Linked DNA regions of Hordeum vulgare: region 1 is linked to region 2. The links are chromatin contacts, called in public Hi-C maps. All regions are on one chromosome and are shown on one strand. Each heading gives the region's core, a stretch centred on a gene start, on an enhancer-like site or on the middle of the called end of the contact. The rest is flanking DNA. Distances are from core to core; before and after follow the strand shown. Region 1 has its middle 83 kb from the start of LOC123442914. Region 2 has its middle 47 kb from the start of LOC123442912.

Region 1 (6,485 bases), core at 2,211-4,710, 160 kb after region 2:
TAGTTTATCACCAATTATATTACACATTGAGCTACTTTATCACCACTACTACTACATATTTGGCTATTTTACCACACATGCCATTGCACATTTAGCTAGTTTATCATCAATTCCACTGCACATTTAGCTAGTTTATCACCAATGCCACTACATATTGAGCGACTATATCACCAATGCTACCACACATTTAGCTAGTTTTCCACCAATGATGCTGCACATTTAGCTAGTTTATCACCAATGCCACGTCACATCGAGCTACTTCATAATCAATGCTACTACACATTTAGCTAGTTTATCACTAGTGCCACTACAAATTTAGCTAGTTTATCACCAATGCCATCGCACATCGAGCTACTTTATCACGAATGCCAATGCACATTTAGCTAGTTTATCACTAATGCCACTACACATCGAGCTACTTTATTACTAATGCTTTATGACCATTGAATTTTTTGTTTAATTTTACAAGTCTGCGTAAAGTTAGGACATGTCTAGTTCTAACCTCAACAACACTACATGGTACAACAAGGAGGAATCCACCTTCTGTTCCCTAATACCGTACAGAGAGAAGTCGTTGGAATATTTTCCTAATAAAGAATGTTGGTGCAAGAAGAAGGCTTCCAGGTGGATTTCTTGGAGCAATGCCAACCCAGGACAAAGATATTACTATTGCACAAGAGTTCAGGTGATTTCCTATTTCTTCTCATTTCCCAAGTGTTTTGGCCATTAAATAAAAAATATAATCTTGACTCTAACTAGTGTTAGTATCATAGGTTTGTGGTTATTTGTTCTACGAATGGGCTGGTCCAAAAGTGCTCGAGTTCTTGGATCGACACTTGATGATTTGAGTGACATTGTGCGTTGGCTCAAAATAAAAAAGGCGGATATACAAGTTCTTGCTGAATTAGAGGCCGGCAAAGCATGAATCAAGAGTTGTTGCAAAAGAAGGCTTAAATAGATGATTTCATTAGCAGGAAGGATATGCAAATTGAGGCATTATTAAAGAAATATGCTGAAAAATTTGTTGCTATTAACCAACTTAAGGTTAAGCAGAAGAAATTTGTACTAAATGTGTATTAGTAGTAGCATTATTTGCTATGTTTGGCAAGATGCTATCTTGAACATTTGGTGTAATAAACATTCGGGTTCCTAAAAATTTGGATGCAAGGCTAATTTGAAGTGAACCAGTTCATAGGCTATGATGTTTTCAATTCCTTAAATTTCCTATTTGTAGACACCAGATAGCATATGAATTGTATTGAAATTGGATATTGTGTGAACTCCTAATAAAAAGAAAGGAAGGATATCTTTTGCAAAAAACTTTTACAAACAAAGATGCATATCATGTTGACTACATTGCATGCGGTTATTAAGATGTCACATCTTGACCAGATTCTAGGGGTACAAACTTGCACATCATATATGGAGATATCTACATAATTTTATATCCATTTACCTTAACTACATAGTAAAGAGCTAGTAAATAGCTGGAAACTATGATAAGTGCCATCATGTATGTGATTTTCTCCTTTGCCTTCAACTCAAGTCCTCGTATGACTCTTACTTTCTCATCTCCATTAATTTTTAGCTCCTATACCAAATGATCAAATATGGCCAGATCAATCTCTAATAGCAACTTATCGTTGTGAGCAATTCTCCTTTCTTCCGTAAAAGTACGCTTCAGCTCACCAATTAATTTGTTTTTACTCGCTAATTCAACACCCAAATTAGCCACCGCCTCGTGCAATGCCGACTTCTCTCTACCCCACTCGATTGACTCATCTTGGTATGCAATATAACAAGGATCATCAGCCTGCCTGTTAAACTGTAATAATCGATCCAAAAGTCAATTAACACTACAAATTAAGCAAGGGATAATTCAAATAGGCCGTGAGCGCTAACTACCTCAACATCCTCCGAATCTGGTGTAGGTGAACGTGGGCAAGACATGATCGAATCCCCCCCCCCTCGATGTTGTAGCCGCTGCGACCGAACATTTATCACGAGAGCGCCTCTCAAATTAGGTGTTCTCACAAGATTAAGGGAAAGGGTACACAAGCGCTCGAATCAGGTGGATCGGGATCCAAGAGCTTACTACGAAATGCCACACAACTGTCGGTAGCTGTCATCGAAGTGACACATCAAAACCAGATGGTGGGGAGGGGGTGTGGCGATAGCACTACGTGTTGTACGTTGGTCTAGAGGGATGATGAGGGAAGAGAAATAATGGTCGGACGTGCATCGCAGCCGGCCGCCGGTCGGCGCCGGAATCAGGTTCGATGATGCAGGCAAGCTTCGGCCATGGCTATGGCTGCTCTATGGGGAAGGTGCTCGGGACTGAGCATGGTCGATCATTGATAAATGACACAGAGAACATACCACATCTCTCATACGCAACGTCGACCCACGTGTCATAAGCTGCCTAGGCCCCACCTCTCATAAGTTGTCGCGGCCCCACAAGTCAGGGTCTTCAGCGTCAACACTATGGGGAGATAGTGGCCAGACCCCACCCACCGGTGTTTCAAGCGGACCCGCATGTCATATGTTGCCTCGACCCCACATGTCACGAGTGTACCACGTCAACAATGTGCTGAGAGAGAGTGGAGCGACCCCAGCTGCCAGGATATCATGTCGCTCCACAAATGAGGAAGTAACGGTCAAAGGCTTTGATCGGACGAAGGATCTCCATTTGAGCTTTTGCGAGCAGCTCGTGGAGTAGAAAGGGCAAAGTGAGCAACGTTAGTTGCCGCGGACAAAACTAAGGAGGCCAAAGCAACGGGGACACTAAAATAAAAGTTCTTCTTTTATTATGATTAGAAGTTGTGAGCATCAACATTAATTTGTCCATACTAAGGTCTTGTTTGTTTGTTTTTTGCTTCTGTTTTTGCAGTTTTTTACTTTAACCAAAAAAAGCATAAAATCCCCTAAATATGTGTTTTTGAAGCTTTTATGTTTTTCTGGTTAAAATGAAAAAGGTTGCAAAAGCAAAATATAGAATCTCTTATGGCTTTTTGGTCAAAGTAAAAAAAACTGCGAAAACAGAAGCAAAAGTGGACGACCGGTTTCCATATCCATGTTCACGAACGCGGCCATTGTCTCCGTTTCAGGGAACGGCGTTGGAGATTCCCACGAACCGGCTCTATGCACGTCCTCAGCACAGCCGGGAAATAACTAGGCGTGCAGGTGATGATCGATCCACGAGAGTCACCGTGCGGCCGGCCGCCTCGTGGTTCGACTCGATACCTACCACACGGCTGTGCGCGGATCGGCGCTACGCAGCAAACGTACTACGGTACCCGCGTCGAACTGCCCCGATCTAGGAGTACTGGACAGGGCTGTCCAGTGGAGGCTGCAACCGCGAAGCAGCGCACGACAACTTCGCCATCACTCTACTGCGTACCACTACACCCAAGAGCAGCTGACGCCAGGGCCCCGGTCGCGGCTCGCACGAGCTGACGGGATGGGCGAGGCGCACTCGGGGAAGGCCTCATCTCCCCGGCTGCGGAGGTCCCAGCCTTCCCAGGCTCTCGTAGAAAGCGCACCCTTGCCGCTGACATGCGGGCGGCCACCGCAGTGGGGCCCGAATTCCGTGTGTGCAAGGTGAACTTCCCTTGTCGGCGAGCGCGCGGTGCGCACGAGGAGGGGTCGGCGTCAGGGCACGGAAAGCGAGCGCGTGCAGACAGTGCGCGCAGGTGGCTACTGATCGCCGCGGCGCAACAACACGCGCTCGAGCCGCTCACGTCGACTTGTTTTGACCGCCTGTCAGGACCTGCCACCGGTCATTTTATTTTTTTCGTAATTTTTTAAGCCGGTTTTTTTCTTATTTAAGCGAACACATGGAGGTAAAATTCAATGTTTTGACCTTTTCCGAACATTAAGCCGGATCTGATCCTGATTGGAAAAAAAAATCAAGTCTCACATTTTCGAAGCCCTTGACGATAGGGTATGACAACCTGCCGTCACGGACCCTGACGGTAAGAAAATGGCCTACCGACGGAGGGGGCTCACGATAGCACATGTAACCCTATCGTCAAGGTATCCGACGGTATGCACACGCGCGCACTGTGTCCGCAATTTATAATTCTTTGTACGGTAGGCGTGCAACCCAATCGTCAGGGACCTCGGCGGTAGGTTGTTATACCCTACCGTCAAAGACTCTGACGATAGCAAAAGGGTCATATCCGATTTTTTTTCCCAACCGGAATCAGATCCGGTTTAACATTCTCGAAAAGGTCAAAACAGTGAATTTGGCCACACATGGACGTTCACGGTGGCTGGGTTAAGTAGGGTGCCGTGTGAGGGCATGTCTGGCGGGTAACTTGCAAATTTCCTTCCACTTCATTTGCGGACAAAGAGACCAGTCAGCAGACACGGTTGCGTTCGCGGATAAAGACACGTAGACACGGTTGTGGAAATACGACCCCCAACATTAACCGAGTGTATTTTAATTCGTATTTTAACAAACCGAACGATATTCATTAAAGTGTAAATAAAAAATAGCAAAAATCATTCATACATACTATGTATATCAGTCTAGTGTAACATGGTCTTAAATTAAACAGATGTTTAATAAAAATTTTATCAACGGATCATGTCGATCCAAACATGTTGGCCCTTCAGCTTCATTCAACGGTGTGTGTACATCAATGATCATTTCCTACGAAGCATACATACGGCAACACCGATACGGCGATACGAAACATGACAATTTCTAGCAACAACAATACGACGATTGATAAGCATATATAAATAACAATAAAATGACGTATGATGAAAACTAACATAATAAAATATGTGGCATGAGATCCAAGTACAATCCTACTGGTTGCCTAATTGCTTTCATGCCTCCTTATTCCTTGTTTTAAAAATCTCACTATCATCAAGGGGTAACACGACCATAGACTGCCCCAACCCAGTTTAGACTGCAATACCTATTAACATGATAACATAAAATCAACAAACCTTTTAAATTTAAAAACTTAAGATTATCAAATGACAAACATATATAAAGAGCAACTTTGCATTGCACGAGTGAGCCAAATAATGAAGGGGATATTACTATTCTTCCAATGTTTTAGATTTTTTTTTCTTGATAACGATATAGAGAGCATAATCTTCATTGAGCTCTTTATTCTCAATAAATTTATAAAAACTCTCACCTATGAACATGACGATAACTAAAATCAGCAAGCAATACACATCAATAATGCTCAAATGATGATGAAGAATGCTAAAAGATACCATGGTGTATACTTGTATCTTCTTTCCTAGCAATAGGAGACAGCACCAACATCAGCAAGTAATTTTACGCCACAAAAATCAACAAAAAGCAAGCAACAACATCAAGGCAGGAACAATACTTAACGACGATACTTCAAGGATACCCGTATCATCATTTTCTATTTTTAAATTGAAAAGGACAATAGTTTGGGGATACCCGTATCGAAGTCGTATCTGGCGTATCGGAGTATCGGTGAAGTACTAAACAGCGATACACATAATTTTGAAGTATCGGTGCTTCATAAATCATTCCTCTTTCATGTGGTTCGCCATGACATCGCGTGTGAGCTACATATAACGTGTAGACAAGTTGAGCAAGGGGAAGCAATAAACATACAATCTTGTCTTGTGCCGCGTGCAATGGCCACTTTGCCTCGAGCTGATGAACCACGTCGCAAAACCTGCCGACGTTGATCTGGATAGTATGTACGATACAACAACGACCTCACATTGCGTGGTCGAATGATGTACATGTCATAGGGTGCAATGTGCTTTCATGCGTCAAACGTTTCAAGCACTTGATTCCAGAAAGGCTCCCCTCACGCCCTGCCTACAAAATCCACGGATAGGATCAACCACACATCACACAACAACCCATTCTTCATAGTCGAGTAGCTTACCATCCTTCAAACATTAAAAAACGACATAACATTTGAAAATAAGCTTGATGACATTTGGACCGAACATGTGTCGGACGTGGTGTCTGCCATGAAGGTCGTTGACAACGGGTGGAGTGTACCTGGGTACAAATTAATGGCTACAATGTGAAAAGCTCCGTCGTAACAACGAATGGGCGCGTTGGTGCTTGTAGCGAACGTCCACCATTGCCTCTGTGGCCATCGGAGACGTATAAGGAGGAGTGGCGACGGAGGTGGAAGGTGAAGAGCAAGGGGAGAAGGGACAAAGTGCAAGAAAATGGGACCGGGGTGTTGAATAGAGACGTTTCTCATGTTCGGTCTCGCGTAAACCTTTTTCATGTTTGTTCTTGATTTACGAGAAAATTACGTCCGAAGCATGTCACGGACTGATACAGACCTGTGGTGGATCATTTTTATGATCCAATAATACGGTCCGAACGGCTACAGAAGATCTGACGGTGGACGTTGGAGATTCATGACCCGGTGGCTCCCGTTTTGCTGAACAAACCGGACCAAACCCGACGGCTTTAAACTAGTGCAACAGCCGTACAAGCTAGTAGTAGTGAT
Region 2 (6,629 bases), core at 3,701-6,200:
TCACAAGAAGCTTGCAAGCAATGTGAGTAAGGAGTTAGTTACGGGATCTTGTATTATGGAACGAGTAAAGAGACTTACTAGTAACGAGATTGAACTAGATATGGAGATATCGACGACCGAATCTCGGGCAAGTAACATACCGCTAGACAAAGGGAACTGCATACGGGATTGACTGAATCCTTGACATCATGGTTCGAACGATAATGGTCTTCGTGGAATATGTGGAAACCCATATGGGCATCCAGGTCCAGTTATTGGTTATTGACCGGGGAGGTGTCTCGGTCATGTCCACATGATTCTCGAACCCGTAGGGTCCGCACACTTAACACTCGATTGACGTCTGAGTAGTATTGGATATGTATGTTGGTGACAGAATGTTGTTCGGAGTCCCATATGAGATCCCGAATGTCACGAGGAGTTTCGAAATGGACCGTATGTAAAGATCTATATATGGGAAGTCCTATTTTGCCTGCCGGAAAAGTTTCAGGCATTACCGCTAGTGTACTGGGGTGCCGAAAGGGTTCCGAGGGTCCACCTACCCCGTGGGCCCACATGGGCTGTAGTTATGGCTCCTTAGCCACCCTAGGCTAGGGACACCAGCCCCTAGAGGCGAATTAGGCCTAGGGTCAAGAGTCCCAAAGGGACAAGGCACCCCGGAGGTGCCTTGGCGGAGGGGGACTCCTCTCTTCCTTATGGAGGGAGGACTCCACCCTAGCCGTCGGCCCTCCTTGGAGGAGGGGGCAAAGTATGCGACCTAAACCCGTCCCTTGCCTCCTATATATAGTAGAGGAGAGGGTGATGGCTGGATACAACAATTCCCACACCCTGCGGCCTCCCCTATCCCCCATTCTTCCTCGTTCGCAGTTCTGGAGGCGCTTGGGAAGCCCTGCTGGGATTTCTCCACCATGCCGTCGTGCTAATTGAGATCCCATCTACTTCTCCTTCCTCTCTTGTTGGATCAAGAAGGAGGACACGTCATCGAGCCGCATGTGTGCTGAACGCGGAGGTGCCGTCCATTCGGCGCTAGATCGGATTGGATCGCGATTGGATCGTGAAGGGTATGACTACATCAACCGTGTTATATACGCTTCCACTTAGCGATCTACAAGGGTATGTAGATGCACCCCCCCTCTTGTAGATGTTGATCTCCATAAATAGATCTTGGGTGCACGTAGGAATTTTTTGTTTCACGTGCAATATTCCCCAACAGTGGCATCATGAGGTAGGTCTATGCATAGATAACATGCACGAGTAGAACACAAAGTGTTTGTCGGCGTTGATATTCAGATTGCTTACTTCCTTTTGTCTTATCTTGATTTGGCAGAACTGTGGGATGAAGCGGCCCGGACCAACCTTACTTGTCCACGTATGAAAGACCGGTACCATCGACTGACATGCAACTTATTGCATAAAGATGGTGGCAGGTGTGTGTCTCTCCCACTTTAGTTGAATCAGATTCGACAGAGGCGGTCCTTGTAGAAGGTTAAATAACAACTTGAATATCACCGTTGTGGCTTTGAGTAGGTAAGGATGGTTCTTGCTAGTTGCTCATCGCAGCACATAAAACTTGCAACAACAAAGTAGAGAACGTCTAACTTGTTTTTGTAGGCTATGTTGTGATATGATATGTCCAAGGACATGATGAGATATATGTGATGATCATGTTTTGTACAGATTATCACGACTTGCATGTCAATGAGTATGGCAACCGGCACGAGCCATATGGTTGTTTTTAATTAGTCTTGCCTTTTTGTTTTACTTGATCGCTATGAGTTAGCAATAGTGATAAAAGTATAGTTGGGGCGACAACCTTAATGGTGACACGATGATGGAGATCATGGTGTCATTTCCGGTGATGATGGAGATCATGTCGGTGCTTTGGAGATGTTGATCAAAAGCACAAGATGATGGCCATATCATGTCACTATTTTGATTTGCATGTGATGTTAATCCATTTATGCATCTTATTTTGCTTAGGACGATGGTAGCATTATAAGATGATCCCTCACTAAAATTTCAAGATAAAATTGTGTTCTTCCCACGTGTGCCGTTGGGAAGGTTCGTCGTTTGGAGGCACCACGTGATGATCGGGTGTGATAGACTTTATGTTCGCATACAACGGGTGTAAGCCAGTTTTGCACATGCAGAACACTTGGGTTAAACTTGACGAGCCTAGCATGTAGAGACATGGCCTCGAAACACAGGACACTGAAATGTCGAACATGAATCATATAGTAGATATGATCAACATGGAGATGTTCACCATCGAAAACACCTCATCTCATGTGATGATCGGACTTGGGTTGATGGATTTGGATCATGTTACACTCGAGCAACGTGAGGGATGTTGATTTGGGTGGGAGTTCATAAGTAATATGATTAATTGAACTCATTATCATGAACACAGTCTAAGCTGTCTTTGCAAAGTATGTTGTAGAACAATAGCTCGCGCTGTAGCTCCCCTGTATTTTTGATGCGTTCCTAGAGAAAATTAAGTTGAAAGATGATAGTAGAAATTATGGGGACTAGGTCCGTAAACTCAGGATTTCCCTCATTGCTGCACATAAGGCTTATATCCTTGATGCACCGCTCGGTGTGTCACCCCTCAAGCATCATATGTGGTTGTCGTGTACATCCCACAAGCACGCTTTTAATGACTACTTGATAGTTCAGTGCGTCATACTTTAGGCTTTGAATTGAGGCTTCAAAGACGTTTTGAACGTCACAGAGCATATGAGATGTTCCATGAGCTGAAATTGGGATTTCAAGCTCGTGCTGGATATTTTTTTAAACAGGAACATGTTTGGAATTTTTCGATCATTTTTAAAAACATGAATGTTGTAAAAATCCAAGATTTTCCTAAAACGCATTTTTTTGAATTTTTTACTATTTCTTAAACAGTCCATTTTTTGTAAATTTATTTTTTAGAAACATCCTTTTTTAAGTCTGAACATCTTTAAAATAACATGTTTTTTACATTTTAGATAATTATATTTAAAGGTAAAGAGGACAATATTTTTTTTCCTTCTTACGTTATTAGTTGTTGTTCAAACTGATATCCATCTATTTGAGAGATGCTAATTTTATATTTGAGTGACAATTAATTCTATACGAAGGGATCGGTATATGATAAACCCTGACCAGAACCTTCTGGAAGGTTCTCAAAACAGGTAAAAGTTAGATAGGAAGAAATTTCCTTAAAGCAGAATTTCAGTGCTTGGGGGCATTGGATCACTTTTCTTTAATGTCTATAATATGGTGCTTAAAAGATTCGAATGTTTTTACAGGAATATGCATACATGTAGTCTAAGTAGGTGTGAAATTCCGTCAAATAATACGCTGCACAAAATACAAAATTTCGGTCCAAAATCAACAAAAACCTAAAGGAAGCCCAAATTCTGCATGTATTATCCCTTCTTTTTGTATCTCTCATAGGCAAGCACACTTGATGAACATTTGGCTCGTTATAGAACACTGCTATACTTACAAAAACTTAGAACTTTTCAGCCCGTAAAAATACATTTTTTTAATTTCGGCAAACAGATTTATACTTCAAAAAAGAAAACAAACTCGATGTGCCCGGCTGATCCTATTTGATGCACGGGTCGCTGCCCAGCGACCGCGCGCACCCGCCTGCTTCAGGTTTGCGTATGTTTGAGCCGGCCAAGGTAGCCATTTGCGGTTTTTGCAAGGTTATCGAATCTTCCAACCCATATTCCTTTTTATTCTTGTTTTTTTTCATTTTCATTTTTTTATGTTTTTAGTTTTCTCATACTTTACAAACATTGTATGAAATCTTGAAACATTTTTTTTCAAATCTCTGATTAATTTTAACTTTAAATATATTTTTCAAGTTGGTGAAATGTTTGAAATAAAAATGTTGTTAATAAAAATAAAAAATGTTCAACAAAATGGAAAATATGTTCATAAAAATTATAAATGTTCATATTATTACTAAATGTAATATGAATTCACAAAATGTTCACGAATTCATAAAATGTTCTTGAATTCAAAAAAAATTCATCAAAATATTATTTTCATTAAATTTAAAATTATTGATCGAGTACAAAACAATTCATAAAAATACAAAAAAATATATCAAAATACAAAAAACATCTAAATTCAAAAGGGGTTCATTCGAAATTATAATTAGTTTCATAAAAATACATAAAATGGTCATAAAAATAAAATTTGGACAATAAATGTTTATAAAAGCATTATTTTATAGTTTTGTGAATATTTTGAAAATTCATGAATACTTTTTATCAATTAGTGAAACTATTTTTGAAATTCTAAACTTTTTTATGGAAGCAAAAAATGAAATACGAAAAATGGGAGCCCCGTCCCGCACCTGGGCCGGCCCAAGCTCGCGTTTGGGAGTGAGGGGGCGCGGGCTGCCCTGTCTCCCAGCGTGCAGGTCGCTGTATAGGGGGACGTCCTGTGTGGCGCTTCAGGCGCCAGTAGGGGAACGGGCGCCTGCAGCGGCCCTCTTCGTGGGCCGGCCCTTATTAAATTCGTGGGTTATTAGAAAATCAAAAACAGTTCACAGAATTTTAAAAAGGTTCAGATCTGCGAGAAAAATTCAATGATTATGAAACAAATTCAACGATTTTTGGAAATATGTTCATGAATTTTAAAAACTCCATAGAATTCGAAAAAATATGATCAATTTTGAAAAAATATCAATTTTGAAAAATAGTTCAATGATTTCGAAAAACGTTAATAAATTTTAAATTGTGTTCATCAATTTTCAGTCAGGTTCATCGATTTCATAAAAAATTAACGATTTTTTTAGAAGTTCACAGATTTAAAAAAAGTTCAGGGGCTAAAACAGTTCACGGGCTAAAAAAGATCATAAAGATTTTCTAAATGGACCGGCCCATTACGGAGTGCTGCAGACGCTGGTTAGCATATTTCACCTTTAAACGGCACCTGTGGCGTTAAATAGGGTTTGCCCTGTATAGGGGTCATATTGGCCGCGTGTTGCGGCAAGGAGTCGCGCACACAGGGTGTAGCGCCCCTGGCTGGGCCAGCCCATTATTAAATTTAAAAAAAATAGTTCTTTTCCATTTTTTTCAAATTCCGGAATTTTATTTAAAATTTCGGAACATTTTTTTGAAAAATCTGAAACATTTTGATAAAAGTTTCGTAACATTTTGGAAATTGCAGAACATATTTTCAAATTCCGGAACATATTTTAGGAATTCCGGAACATTTTTTCAAATTACAAAACATTTTTTGAAAATCGATTTTTTTTTGAAACAGAAACAAAAACAATAAAAAAAACGGTTCAGGGAATCTTCTAGAAAGTTCCCAAAACCGGAAAAAAGGCTGAAAAAGTCTAGAATATTTCTAAAACCGGGTGTCTGAGTGGACTGGCCCAATTTACTCGCTTCAAGGGGTGGCTTATGCGAAAGACCAACATTTTGACGTAGTAAGCGTCAAATAGGATTTTCCCCCAATGTGCCTGTGCTCACAAGTCATCATTCGACTTCCTGTTCACTATGATAGGTAGAATAGGCCCTTCGGCACAGTATGCGGCAAACGGGAATTAACATCATGATGCTCCTGTTCTTCCAATACTGGGCGTCATTGCCACTAGGCCAGTAGATTAATTAACTTTGACAAACTTAATTCAACATGTATCCCTAGAAAAGGGCATATTTTTTGTTTCCAAAAATGACTAGCACAACTTAGAACATAAAGAGAATATTCAACTCATAGCCTAAAAATAATAGTACAGTCCCACATGCCATGGCTATCTAAAATTTCACTTAGTAATAGGACGTTGCTACGTGTCCGCCGGTCTTTTTAAAAGATTGACCGGGTCTCTAGCCGCGAGATCTAGCGTGATCGGTATCTTAAATTTTGCAATTGAGATCATGTCGGAAAATCGTGTGTAGACTTTTTTTGCAACAAAGTTTGTCATAAAATATTATCTACAACAAAGATTGTGTTACGAAAACATTCATAGATTTTTTTTATAACAGAGTTTGTTATAGATTATTTGTTGTACCAAAGATGAAACATCTATAGACTTTTTTGCAACAAAGTGCGTGTTGCCATTTAAATCTGGCGGCATACCCAACCTCGTTTTTACTATTGCAACAAAGAAAGTGTTGCGGAACTTTTGCAACCGAGCTCATATTGCAGGAATTTTTTTGGAATGCAGGATGTGTTGCAGATTTTTTCCTAGTTTTAGGACATTGATGATGTCGTATATTTTTTTTGTAATAAAAGATGTTGCTGCAGCAGCAGTGTTAGAGCATATATCTCCATATGTGGTTTTGCTAATTGATGACAATTCCTATGGACTAATGGTTGCCTTAAGTTACATTTATAGGATTTGTCCATAGGCACTTCTTGAAGTCCATCTGTTGGGTTCAAGGAGTTTATATGATGACCAAGATGGTATTCAAGGTATTATCCAAAGAATGGTTATAGAGACACATGGTTGATCAAGATCTCAGACAAAGAGTAAATCAAGATGATCAACACACAAAGCGTATAAGATGTACCGAGAGGGATCAAGCGATCCCATGGTATGGTAAGCATTGTCCATTACGTGTTTGTGTACTAACCCATGGTCTTCGTGAGAGTTCTATGTGGGGGTTAGGTGTGTTTCCATG

What was found. A called contact is a pair of places that touch in the nucleus more often than the background predicts.
Region 1: a contact with region 2 is called in a Hi-C map of leaf, with 2.3 times the contacts expected there. The contact joins two enhancer-like sites. A contact is called at or near these places in 4 of 6 Hi-C or Micro-C datasets (leaf and seedling).

The regions. Positions count from the first base shown.
Region 1 is chr3H:47,654,546-47,661,030 of MorexV3_pseudomolecules_assembly, forward strand. No RefSeq gene overlaps it. Among protein-coding and RNA genes, the nearest start is that of LOC123442914, 83 kb to the right of the region's middle. Within about 2 kb of position 3,461, at least 3 of the 3 cell types and tissues checked have open chromatin away from gene starts, as enhancers often do. A contact at or near this core is called in leaf and seedling, where this site is marked.
Region 2 is chr3H:47,489,216-47,495,844 of MorexV3_pseudomolecules_assembly, forward strand. No RefSeq gene overlaps it. Among protein-coding and RNA genes, the nearest start is that of LOC123442912, 47 kb to the left of the region's middle. Within about 2 kb of position 4,951, at least 3 of the 3 cell types and tissues checked have open chromatin away from gene starts, as enhancers often do. A contact at or near this core is called in leaf and seedling, where this site is marked.